Regions from separate parts of the Macaca fascicularis genome. Here region 2 is linked to region 1. A link is a contact called in public Hi-C data. All regions are on one chromosome and are shown on one strand. Each heading gives the region's core, a stretch centred on a gene start, on an enhancer-like site or on the middle of the called end of the contact. The rest is flanking DNA. Distances are from core to core; before and after follow the strand shown. Region 1 holds the start of LOC102125186. Region 2 holds the start of ZNF846 (zinc finger protein 846).

Region 1 (6,874 bases), core at 1,284-3,783:
AACACTGCCATGAAATGCCATAGTAGTCCTGTGTCAGCTAGACCCAGAAAAGCAGATGTGGGCCGAGCTGCCTGTTGGGTAAAGGGTAATAGTTTCATTTTACAAGGAAACTTACACCCTGAAAAATGTGACTCTCTATCTGCCCATAGTAGTAATACTCATGAAGCTTATGTAGCATTTCCTAAGGCACACAAACCAGGGCTGAATTCTAAAACAGCATCCTGGCTGGGCACAGTGGCTCATGGCTGTAATCCCAACATTCTGGGAGGCCAAGGCGGGCAAATAACTTGAGGTCAGGAATTTGACACCAGACTGGCCCATATGATGATACCCCGTCTCTACTAAAAATACAAAAATTATGGGAGGCTGAGGCAGATAATTGCTTGAACCCAGGAGGCAGAGGTTGCAATGAGTCGAGATCACAGTACTGCACTCCAGCCTGGGAGACAGAGTGAGAATCCGTCTCAAAAACAAAAACAAACAAACAAAAATTAGCCAGGCCTGGAGGTATGTGCTTGTGGTCCCAGCTACTTGGGAGGCTGAGGCAAGACAATCACTTGAACCCGGGAGGCGGAGGTTGCAGTGAGCTAAGATTGCACCACTGCACTCCAGCCTGGGTGACGGAACAAGATTCTGTCTCAAAAACAAACAAACAAACAAACAAACAGCATTCTGTTGTGGTTCACTTCAATTCCTCCTAAAAGAATCAGCTGCATGCCTGCTCAGGCCCAGCTCACTGGACTCTTGTGGTGTGCAGGGTGACCTAAAGCAGAATCTCTGAAAAAGAGCATCAACAAGGACTTACCATGGGACAAATCAATGGTTGCCATTCTCTGAAGCTGATAGTGCGATGTGCATCCCTTCCTTGATGCCAAGATCACCTCAGGGCAGCTTATGAATCTAGGTGGATAGAGGCAATCTCCATTTCTCTTTGTACAGGGTTATTTGCGGTCCTGTTCATATCAATCATCAAACAACAAGCATGAAACATCAGTCATCAAACATTATGCCTGAACTTTGCCTCTGCAGGTGACAGATGTGAAGGCCACCAAAAATTGCTCACTCAGTATCGTCACTCAATAACAAAAGTATTAATGACAGTAACTGACATTTACTGAGGACTGATATGCCAGAAGTAGCTCTAGTAGCTTTATATATACATGCTAACTTAATTACAACCATCCTTCCCAATAGCTATCATTACATCTATCCTCTCTCTCTCTCTCTCTCTCTCTCTCTCTCTCTCTCTATTGAAACAGGGTCTTACTCTGTTGCCCAGGTTGAAGTGCAATGGCACCAACACGACTCTCTGTAGCCTAAACCTCTGGGGCTCAAGTGATCCTCCCACCTCAGCCTCCTGAATAGCTGGGACCACAGGTAGGCATCGTCACTCCTTATTATTATTATTATTATTATTATTTTGAGACAAAGTCTCACTCTGTTGCCCAGGCTGGAGTGCAGTGGCGCCATCTCGACTTACTGCAACCTCTGCCTCCCAGGTTCAAGCGATTATCAAGCCTCAGCCTCCTGAGTAGTTGGGATTACAGGTATGCACCAGGATGCCTGGCTAATTTTTGCGTTTTTAGTAGAGATGGGGTTTCGCCATGTTGGCCAGGCTGGTCTCGAACTCCTGGCCTTAAGTGATTCTTCTACTTCAGCCCCCCAAGTAGCTGGGACTACAGGTGCACACCACTGGGTCCGGCTATTTTGTATTTTTAGTAGAGACAGGGTTTCACCAGGTTGCCCAGGCTGGTCTCAAACTCCTGGGCTCAAACAATCCTCCTGACTTGGCTTCCCAAAGTGCTGGGATAATAAGCATGAGCCACCATGCCTGGCCCATTACCTCTATTTAATACTGAAAAAACCTACATTCAAACAACCCTAGTAATTGGTCTGATATTTGTCCCTAGAGCCTAATCTCCTGTGGATGCTGTTACCCCTCAATATGACCAGAAGACAGTTCAGACCTGCACAGAACAATTCAGTAGTCACCAGCCATGTGTGTTATTAACTTCACTATGTACCTAAGATAACTGAAGAACAGAATTTAAAATTTTCAAAAGTTGGCCGGGTGCGGTGGCTCACACCTATAATCCCAGCACTTTGGGGGACCGTGGCAGACAGATCACCTAAGGTCAGGAGTTCAAGACCAGCCTGGCCAACATGGCAAAACCGTCTCTACTAAAGATACAAAAGGTAGCCGGGCGTGGTGGCACTTGCCTGTAATCCCAGGTACTCGGAAGGCTGAGGCAGGAGAACTGCTTGACCCAGGAGGCAGAGGTTGCAGAGGTTGCAGTGAGCTGAGTGTGCAGCCTTCTCGGAACTGGCTGCGCAGGGAGGACCGATAGTCCCTGGAGAAGCGAGCGAAGTGAACTGGATGCGGGAGGCTCCTGCGCGACGGCGCGCAATCATTCCTTTGCCGCCCCCTGCTATCTACGGAACCGCCAAGCAGGCGGAACTCACCACAGCCGCGGCTGACTCCGCCACCATAAAGGCGAAACCCCACTGACCGAGAGGAGCCAGCGCCGGAAAAGATGGCGGGGGTGCGCTGACGTCACTTCCGCTTCGAGCCTCTGGCCGGGCGGGGCTCGTGGGCTCGAGTTTCAAACACAGAAATTCTGGTTTCCTCCCGGGTGGGTGCGGAGAAGGCCTGGGGTTAGCACAGGGAGGAGGATGCAGAAATAGATCCAGAGAAAACATTGAGGTTAAAACCGGGCCTCCGGACGGAACTGTGGGCGAGGGATGGGGCCCGTACTCGGGGGCGGTTTAGAGGTGGGACCGGGCCTAGCAGGCTGTGCAGGCGGCTGGTCCGGCTGGAAGGGCGGGGATGAGGGATTGGACGCATCCCAGGGGATGCTCCTCTAAAGCTTTTCTCGGGAGAGCGCAGTGGCTCACGCCTGTAATTCCTGCACTTTGGGAGACTAAGGCAGGTACACAGCTTGAGTCTGCTGGGAACTGGTGCTTAGTTTGGCAAAATCAACACTGAGACAAAGGATCTCAGCAAGGCTAGTTTACTTTCTGCAGAATGGGTGCCACTGGCTAGCAGTTTTGCCACCAGAGCACACACTAACAAAAGAGACAGGGTTATTTAAACTTGACGTGTCCACTCTACTGCTGTGTCCATCTTCCATTGGCCAGAACAGGACCTCACCTTCTATACATGACTGGATTGGCTAGCTACTTAGAACTTCCCACAAGAGGCAAAGGCAGAGGAGAACAAAGGAAGAGAGGAAATAACTTGTGGACTGTTGAAAGAGGCAAAAACACTTCTAAATAAAGGAATAGGCCATGACCTAATGCTTGCTCGGACCAGTTCAGGCATGCCCGGGCAAATATCTAGGCTAAGATGTGGGAGCTAAGAACACAGAGTATATTGATTTCTTTATTACAGCTGGTAGAATTTAAGAATATTACCACAGATCTTTCAGAAAATTTGGCTTCTAAGAGGGATTACTATTTATTTTCAGACTGGGAGGAAAGTCCCTTTGAAGAGGAACCGCTATTTCATTTTCTACAAGTCCAAGAGTTTGAGACCAGCCTGGGCAAAGTAGCAAGACCCTGTCTCTATTTATGTATGTATATGTGCATACATATATATGGTGTGTGTGTATACATATATATATATGTTTGAAATGCTTGTTCCTCGGTGCCATGAAGAAATAGCACTTGAACATTAATTTAATTTACTCAGCAAGGACGTTTTTAGTTCCTACAGAAAGGGTACACTCACCAGCAGTTTTGCCACGAGAGTACACCAAACAAAGGAGACAGGGTCGTTTATAACCTGATGCTTCCACCCTACTGCTGTATTCGGTTTCCGTTGGCTGGAACGGGACCTCACATTCTATATTTGTCCTGATTGCCTAGCAACTTGTCACTTTTTAAAAGAGGCAAAGGTAGACGAGAACAAAGGAAGGAGGAAGTAACTTGTGGAATGCTGAGAAGGGTCAAAACACCTTCAAATAAGGAAAAGGAACAGGCTATGACCTAATGCTTGTTTGGATCAGTATAAGCATGCCAGGGCAAATATTTAGACTAAATTGTGGGAACTAAGAACGTAAAGTACATTGATATCTTTATAACGGCTAGCAGATATTTGAGAATGTTAGCACAGGTCTTTGAATAAATTTTGCTTCTAAGAGAAGTTACTATTTATTTCTAATTAAATGGGAAGGAATGTCTTTGAAGAGGAACCTCTACTTTAGTTTTTAGATATAAATATAAAGCTTGTTTGTATGTCTCTCCTCATGTTCCTAGAGCCTTTCCATGATTCTTCCATATTGATAAACCTGTCAGTGAATGGCATGGTCTATCTCTTCCATTCAGTCAGGCTTTCTGTAGGCCTTTATTTCTTCATTCTTTATTTTTTAAAACCTGCTGATTGCATTGTGTTTTGTTTCTTGCTGCTTGCTTGCTTGCGACAGATCTCACTGGATCTGGCCAGGATGGAGTGCAGTGGCCTGATCTCAGCTCACTGCAACCTCCGCCTCCCAGATTCAAGCGATTCTCCTGCCTCAGCCTCTGCAGTAGCTGGGATCACAGGTGCCTGTCACCATGCCCAGCTAATTTTTGTATTTTTAGTAGAGAACAATTTCATCACGTTGGCCAGGCTGATCTCAAACTCCTGACCTAAAATATCTGACCACCTCAGCCTCCCAAAGTGCTGGGATTATAGGCATAAGCCACCACGCCCAACCACGTTTTCAATATAATAATATTTTCTATAACTCCTGATTTTTTTTTATCTTCATCAAATATGTATTTCTGGCTGGGCATGGTGGCTCATGCCTGTAATCCTAGGACTTTGGGAGGCCAAGGTGGGAGGATGGTTTAAGGCCAGGAGTTTAAGACAAGCCTGGGCTACACAGCAAAACCCCATCTCTCTCTATATATACATAAAATAAAATTTTAAAATGTTATTTCTTTTTTTTTTTTTTTGGAGACATAGTTTCGCTCTGTCGCCCAGACTAGAGTGCAGTGGTGCGATCTTTGCTCACTGCAAACTCTGCCTCCTGGGTTCAAGCCATTATTCTGCCTCAGCCTCCTGAGTAGCTGGGACTACAGGCACGCGCCACCACGCCCAGCTAATTTTTGCATTTTTAATAGAGACATGGTTTTACCATATTGGCCAGCCTGGTCTCAAACTCCTGACCTTGTGATCCACCCGCCTCATCCTCCCAAAGTGCTAGGATTACAGGTGTGAGCCACTGCCCTGGCCAAAAATATGTGTTTCTATTATTTTTCTGATCTTACCACATGGGCCAGGATCACATTTCCCACGCTGTAAAATAGCACTGATACCAGACATTCTCCCCAAGATTATTCAGAAATGTAACATAATCCCAATAAAAGCCGGGCGCGGTGGCTCAAGCCTGTAATCCCAGCACTTTGGGAGGCCGAGACGGGCGGATCACGAGGTCAGGAGATCGAGACCATCCTGGCTAACCTGGTGAAACCCCGTCTCTACTAAAAAATACAAAAAAAAAAAAAAAACTAGCCGGGCGAGGTGGCAGGCGCCTGTAGTCCCAGCTACTCGGGAGGCTGAGGCAGGAGAATGGCGTGGACCCGGGAGGCGGAGCTTGCAGTGAGCTGAGATCCGGCCACTGCACTCCAGCCTGGGCGACAGAGCGAGACTCCGTCTCAAAAAAAAAAAAAAAAAAAAAAAAAAAAATCCCAATAAAAATATGAAAAGTTTTTTCTGGAGTTAAGTACATTGATACTAAATTTTATGTGGAGGAACAAACATCTAATAATAACCAAGAAAACAAAAACAAAAGCAATGATGAGCAGCAGATAAAACATACTATTGACAGTTTTCATGCAAGGCAAATAATTAAATTATTTTAAAATAAAAATAAAGGCCGGCCATGGTGGCTCACGCCTGTAATCCCAGCAATTTGGGAGGCCAAGGTGGGCAAATTACCTGAGGTCAAGAGTTCAAGACCAGCCTGGCTAATATGGTGAAACCCCATCTCTACTAGAAGTACAAAAATTAGCCAGACGTGGTGGCACATGCTTGTAATCCCAGCTACTTGGGAGGCTGAGGCAGAAGAGTTGCTTGAGCCTGGGAGACGAAGGTTGCAGTGAGCCAAGATTGTGCCACTGAACTCCAGCCTGGCTGACAGAGTGAGACTCCATCTAAAAAATTAATTAATTAATTAAAACATACTATGAAGCCTCTATAATTAAAACTATGTGGTACTAGCACATGAAGCAGAAACAGACTAATAAAATATCTAAAAACAGACCCAAGAACATGTAGAAATTTGGTTCATAAATGTATTTTGCCAGGCGCGGTGGCTCATGCTTGTAATCCTAGCAGTTTGGGAGACCAGGGCAGGAGGATCACTTGAGGTCAGGAGTTCAAATCCAGCCCTGCCCAACATGGTGAAACGCCATCTCTATTTAAAATACAAAAAAATTGGCCGGGCGCCGTGGCTCAAGCCTGTAATCCCAGCACTTTGGGAGGCCGAGACGGGCGGATCACAAGGTCAGGAGATCGAGACTATCCTGGCTAACATGGTGAAACCCCGTCTCTACTAAAAAAAAAAAATACAAAAAACTAGCCGGGCGAGGTGGCGGGCGCCTGTAGTCCCAGCTACTTGGGAGGCTGAGGCAGGAGAATGGCGTTAACCCGGGAGGCGGAGCTTGCAGTGAGCTGAGATCCGGCCACTGCACTCCAGCCTGGGCGACAGAGCGAGACTCTGTCTCAAAAAAAAAAAAATAAAATAAAAAATAAAATAAAATACAAAAAAATTTAGCCAAGCGTGGCCGGGCGTGGTGGCTCACACCTGTAATCCCAGCACTTTAGGAGGCCGAGGCAGGTGGATCACGGTCAAGACATCAAGACCATCCTGGCCAACTTGGTGAAACC
Region 2 (6,707 bases), core at 714-3,213, 130 kb after region 1:
CACAGGGAGGGGTTTAGGCCTCTGGATGACTGCGGGCAGGCCTGGATATTATCCAGCCTTCCACAAGAAGCTGGTGGAGCAGTGTTCCCTGACTCCTCCAAAGAAAGGAGACTCCCTTTCAAGGTCTGCTAAGTAATGGGTGCCTTCCCAGACACTGGCATTACCGCTTGACCAAGGAGCCCTCAAGCAGCCCTTATGCGGGCATGACAGAGGGCTCACCTCTTGCTTTCTCAGTCACTTCTCACAATGTCCCTTCAGCACCTGACCCTATACCCGCCAGTTATTTCTTGGTTATATTAGTAATACAACAAAGAGTAATATTAAAAGCTAATGATTAATGTTTATACTAATGATTGATAATGTCCATGATCATCTCTATATCTAATTTATAACTATTCTTATTCTAACTATTTTCTTTATTATGCTGAAACAGTTTGTGCCTTCAGTCTCTTGCCTCAGCACCTGGGTAATCTTCCGTCCACAGTCTCCCGCGTCACCGAGTCCCGGTCCTCCTATCCTCCTACAGGGAGTCCCTACCTCCATCTCCACCCTCACCGAGACTCCACCTTGGTCTCCGCCTTCATTAAATCCCCCACCGTATTAAGACACCAGCCCCATCTAGGCTCACAGAGACCCCGCCCCACTTACCCCAGCTCCCTGTCACCGAGACCCCGCCCCCATCTCGTCCTCACCGAGTCTCCGCCCCCGCCTCTCCCTCACCAATTCCCCGCCCCCGTCTTCCCTTCACCGAGTCCCCATCCCTGTCTCCCCCCTCACCGAGACCCCGCCCCCGTCTCCCCCTCGTCCCCGCCCCCGTCTCTCCCCTCACCGAGTCCCCGCCCCCGTCTCTCCCCTCACCGAGTCCCCGCCCCTTCTCTCCCTCACCGAGTCCCCGCCCCCGTCTCTCCCCTCACCGAGTCCCCATCCCCATCTCTCCGCTCACCGATACCCCGCCCCCCGTCTCCCCTCATCGAGTCCCCGCCCCGTCTCTCCCTCACCGAGTCCCCGCCCGCGTCTCTCCCTCACCGAGTCCCCGCCCGCGTCTCTCCCTCACCGAGTCCCCGCCCGCGTCTCTCCCCTCACCGAGTCCCTGCCCCCGTCTTCCCTTCACCGAGTCCCCGCCCCCGTCTCTCCCCTCACCGAGTTCCCATCCCCGTCTCTCCGCTCACCAAGACCCCGCCCCTGTCTCCCCTCATCGAGTCCCCGCCCCCGTCTCTCCCTCACCGAGTCCCTGCCCCCTCTTCCCCCTCACGGAGACCTCGCCCCCGTCTTCCCTTCCCCAAGTCCCCATCCCTGTCTCTCTCTCACCGAGACCCGCCCCCGCCTCTCCCTCACCGAGTCCCCGCCCCTGTCTCGCCCTCACCGAGACCCCGCCCACTTCTCTGCCCTTCCTGAGACCCCGCCCCTGACATCCCCTCACCGAGTCCCCGCCCTCGTCTCTCCCTCCCCGAGTCGCCGTCCCAGTCTCCCCATCACCGAGTCCCCAGCCCCCGCTTCCCCTCACCGAGACCCTGTCCGTCATCGAGTCCCAGTCCTCGTCACCCCCTCACCGAGTCCCGCCCTCTTCTCTCCCCTCACTGAGTCCCCGCCCCCCATCTCTCCCCTCACCGAGTCCCCGCCCCGGTCTCCCTCCCTCCAGGTGGTGACGCGGCCCCTGAAGCCCCACCTGGTCGCAGACGAAGGTGCAGGGAAAACCAGCGGGTCAGCGACGGTTACTGTGAAGGAGGCGCCGCTCTGCCCACGCGCACTTCTGATTCCCCTCTCCGGGCTCGGAAGCGGCTGAGGGCTCTGGACCGGGTCTCCGAGGCCTGAGGCAGTGGGAGGGGCGGAGTTCGCGTCCTCCACGATCCTGGGGAGAGGTCCCAGTTTCCGCACAGCCGACAGCGATTGGACCCCGTCCTTCTGGCTTCACTGGGGACCGCGGGGCGCAACCCGGCGCGGGCACGGGGCGGGGGCGGGACCACGATGGAGGGACCTCGAAATGCCTCTGCTCGCTTTCCTCTGCATTTATGGGGCTTGTACGAGGATGCGCTGTTTCTGGGTGGTTTGTTATACGGCCGTAGATAACTTGTTACCTGCCGACAACAGCAGTAAAATAACTAGAAATAAATACAACAACAAAGTATGCAATATCTCTTCGGAGAAATGTGTAAAATACTATTGAAAGAGGTCAAAGATAACCTAGATCAATGGATAGATCTTCCTTGTTGATGGATTAGAAGTTTCAATATAAAGACTTGAATTATCCTTACTTAATATAGAAAGTTAAGTTTTCTGTCAAAATAACATGTTTTGATGAAGAACCTGATCTATTTATAATAAAATGTATGTATATGGAAGTGCAAAAGGCCAGTAAAACCCAAAACACTCCTGAAGAACTGTTGGCACTTACCCTACAGACATTAAGAAATAGACAGGGCCGGGCGCGGTGACTCACGCCTGTAATTCCAGCACTTTGGGAGCCCGAGGTGGGCGGATCACGAGGTCAGGAGATCGAGACCATCCTTGCTGACACGGTGAAAACCCCCTCTCTACTAAAAATACAAAAAATTAGCCAGGCGTGGTAGCGGGAGCCTGTAGTCCCAGCTACTCAGGAGGCCGAGGCAGGAGAATGGCCTGAACCTGGGAGGCGGAGCTTGCAGTGGGCCGAGATCGGGCTATTGCACTCCAGCCTGGGGGACACAGCAAGACTCTGTCTCAAAAAAAAAAAAAATTCATAACACAATGACTGTGTTAACAATATTTCTGAAGTTCACCCTAAGTTTTTCTGGTAATTGGGGTGGCCATTTGTGTTAGCTAATCGCCTTTATCCAAATGAAAAATAAAAATTCTTCTATCTTTTTGGCAAGCAGACAGTTTTAGCTTAGAAGCAGGTGCCTAAGGAGATAGAAGTGTGCTATTGATGCAGGTAAGTGCCATGATTGGGGATTCACCCAGGAAAGAATTCAACTGGTGATGTTACACAAGGATCTTCCATTGACTCAGAGTTGCTTTTTCCAGAGTACAGCCAAAACCTAGGCAGTGTGCCTAGAATCAGCATTTTGTACTGTTGGCTAGCTATATTTATACTCATTTTTAATTACATGCAAATTAAGGGGTATGCCATGCAGAACTTTCTTTTTTTTTTTTTTGAGACGGAGTCTTGCTCTGTTTTTTTTTTTTTTTTGAGACGGAGTCTCGCTCTGTCGCCCAGGCTGGAGTGCAGTGGCCGGATCTCAGCTCACTGCAAACTCCACCTCCCGGGTTCACGCCATTCTCCTGCCTCAGCCTCCCGAGTAGCTGGGACTACAGGCGCCCGCCACCGCGCCCGGCTAGTTTTTTGTATTTTTTTAGTAGAGACGGGGTTTCACCGTGTTAGCCAGGATGGTCTCCATCTCCTGACCTCGTGATCCGCCCATCTCGGCCTCCCAAAGTGCTGGGATTACAGGCATGAGCCACCGCGCCCGGCCCCCATGCAGAACTTTCTAGAAAGGAGGCTGTAACTTCCAGGTCGTTGTTATGGAAGTGAATGGTAACTTTCATGTTGTTGCCATGGTACTTATAAACTGTCAAGGCTCTGGTAGGAGTGTCTTACCCTAATGAGTAAGGAGAGCAACTAGAGATGGCGTTTGGTGCCATCTGCTGGTTCCAGGTGGTTTCTTCACTTTATCCTGTAGGGACCAGGAAATGAAGCAAGTCCTGCCCAGTCTCCTACCTCACTGTGGTCAGAATGTTGTATGTTGTGTGTGTCCTCCCCGCAGGCCACCACCCCGCAAAGCCAAATGCGTAAATCTTAACCCTGGAGGTGATGATATTAGGATGTGAGGCCTTAGGGAGGTGATTAGATCATGAGGGCGGGACCTTCGTTAATGGATTTACTAGCCAGCTTGTCCAAGTCGCCTTGTTATTGTTGTCTTGTTTTGTTTTGTTTTAGTCTTGTAGCAGCCGAAGCCATGGTTTTTAGTTTCTGTCTCTAGTGATAAGTGGAAAAGAGGGATGAGGAAGGGGCTTTACTGGCCCAACCAGAAACAAAAACTAATAACCCATAACTGTATTCTTGAACACCCCTGTATGGGATTGGCTGTGGAGACATTCTCAACCTATCACCTGATTATGAGGTATGAGGTAGGAAATGTCTTTGTGTTTAAGGAGGGACTGTTCTGAATGTCCACGTTGATTCCAACTGAAGACGTTAAAGTCTAGAGTCTGTGGGAAAAGGAAGAAGCTTAATTGAATGTCTTTCTTTTTTCTTTTCTTTTCTTTCTTTTTCTTTTCTTTTCTTTTCTTTTTTTTTTTTTTTGAGACGGAATCTGGCTCTGTTGCCCAGGCTGGAGTGCGGTGGCGCGATCTCGGCTCACTGCAACCTCCACCTCCGGGTTCAAGTGATTCTCCTGCTTCAGCCTCCCAAGTAGCTGGGATTACAGAAGCGTGCCACCACACCTGGCTAATTTTTTATTTTTAATAGAGATGGAGTTTCACCATGTTGGCCAGGCTGGTCTCAAACTCCTGACCTCATGTGATCTGCCCACCTCGGCCTCCCAAAGTGCTGGGATTACAGGCATGAGCCACCAGGCACGGCCTGAATACCTTTTTTTTTTTTTTGAGATAGAGTCTGGCTCTATCACCCAGGCTGGAGTGTGGTGGTGCGATATCCGCTCACTGCAACCCCGGCCTCCCAGGTTCAAGTGATTCTCCTGCATCAGCCTCCCAAGTAGTTGGGACTACATGCGCCGGCCACCATGTCTATTCTTTTTTTTTTTTTTTTTTTGAGACAGAATCTCGCTCTGCCCAGGCTGAAGTGCAAGTGGCGCGATCTCAGCTCACTGCAAGCTCCGCCTCCTGGGTTCACGCCGTTCTCGTGCCTCAGCCTCCCAAGTAGCTGGGACTACAGGCACCTGCCACCATACCCGGCTAATTTTTTGTATTTTTTAGTAGAGACGGGGTTTCACCGTGTTAGCCAGGATGGTCTTGATCTCCTGAATTCATGATCCACCCGCCTCGGCCTCCCAAAGTGCGGGGATTAGAGGCGTGAGCCACCGTGCCTGGCGTCTTTTGTATTTTTTTTAGTAGAGATGGGGTTTCACTGTGTTAGCCAGGATGGTCTCGATCTGCTGACCTCGTGATCTGCCCACCTCAGCCTTCCAAAGTGCTGGGATTACAGGGGTGAGCCACTGCGCCCGGCCGAATGTCTTTCTTAAGAGCCCTGGGTGCTAGGCTTGAAAACACCTTTGCAAAAATTATAGCTGAGAAAATGATTACAGGGAAAGAGATCTGACCAAACCAACTCCAACTTGCTTCTTTTTTTTTTTTTTTTTTTTTTTTTTTTTTTTTTTTTGAGACGGAGTCTAGCTCTGTCGCCCAGGCTGGAGTACAGTGACCGGATCTCGGCTCACTGCAAGCTCCGCCTCCCGGGTTTATGCCATTCTCCTGCCTCAGCCTCCCGAGTAGCTGGGACTACAGGCGCCCGCCACCTCGCCCGGCTAGGTTTTTTTTGTATTTTTTAGTAGAGACGGGGTTTCACCGTATTAGCCAGGATGGTCTCGATCTCCTGACCTTGTGATCCGCCCGTCTCGGCCTCCCAAAGTGCTGGGATTACAGGTTTGAGCCACCGCGCCCGGCCTCCAACTTGCTTCTAACCTCCACACTGTCCTTGTTCATTCCTGGATGTAGACCAAACTAACTTTGGGATGAACTTAGTTTATAGTTTAACTCTGAAACAAAAACAATAACAATGCTTTCACAAAACCTCCTTTTCCCTGGAGACTGGACTGCCTTTGCAGGACTAACACATTAGTCACAGGTAAGAAATTATGGTTTAGGAGTCATGCAGCTGGAGGGTGCAGTATTCTGGACCTCCCCGAATTGCTCCTGGGGATAAAATCACTATTGCAAAATTCAAAATCAGTGCTTGAGATATTTTGCAGACCCTGTGTTTCGATGCACAAGTTGAGGCCGCCTAGATGGATAAACCAGCTCATCTAGTCTTGTGGTTCCCACCCAGGAACTGACTCAGAGCAACAGGACAGCTTCCACTCCCTATGATTTCATCTTAGACTCTGCCAATCAGCACTTCCCACTTTCAGACTCCCTACCCACCAAATTATTCTCAAAAACCACCATCCCAGGCCAGGTGTGGTGGATCACGCCTGTAATTCCAGCACATTGGGAGGCCAAGGAAGGTAGATCACCTGAGGTCAGGTGTTCAAGACCAGCCTGTCCAACATGGTGAAACCCCATCTCTACTAAAAAAATACAAAAATTAGCCGGGTGTGGTGGTGGCCACCTGTAATCCCAGCTAATTGGGAGGCTGAGGCAGGATAATCGCTTGAACCCAGGAGGCAGAGGTTGCTGTGAGCCAAGATCGCACCATTGCACTCCAGCTTGGGTGACAGGAGCGAAACTCTGTCTCAAAACAAACAAACAAACAAACCCCCTGATCCCAGAGTTTTCAGGGAGACTGATCTGAATAATAGTAAAACTTTGGTCTCCTGTACGGCTAGCTGGTTCTGCATCAGTGAAACTTTCTCTGTTGCAATTTCCCGTATTGACAAATCAGCTCTAGGCAGTTAGGTGGTTACAAGCTTGGTAACTCATGCCTATAATCCCAGCACTTTGGGAGCCCATGGCAGGAGGATTGGTTGAGGCCGGAGTTAGAGACAAGCTTGAGCAACATAGTGACATCCCATCTCTACAAAAAGAAGAAGAAGAAGAAGAAGAAAAAAAGCTGC

Evidence for each region. A called contact is a pair of places that touch in the nucleus more often than the background predicts.
Region 2: a contact with region 1 is called in a Hi-C map of liver, with 5 times the contacts expected there. The contact joins the promoter of ZNF846 here to the promoter of LOC102125186 in region 1. A contact is called at or near these places in 2 of 2 Hi-C or Micro-C datasets (liver and skeletal muscle).

Annotation. Positions count from the first base shown.
Region 1 is chr19:10,203,680-10,210,553 of T2T-MFA8v1.1, forward strand. LOC102125186 reads right to left here and starts at 2,534. Exons shown (of 5, transcript XM_074025777.1): 1 at 2,464-2,534; 2 at 806-900.
Region 2 is chr19:10,333,293-10,339,999 of T2T-MFA8v1.1, forward strand. ZNF846 (zinc finger protein 846) reads right to left here and starts at 1,964. Exons shown (of 6, transcript XM_065536248.2): 1 at 1,667-1,964.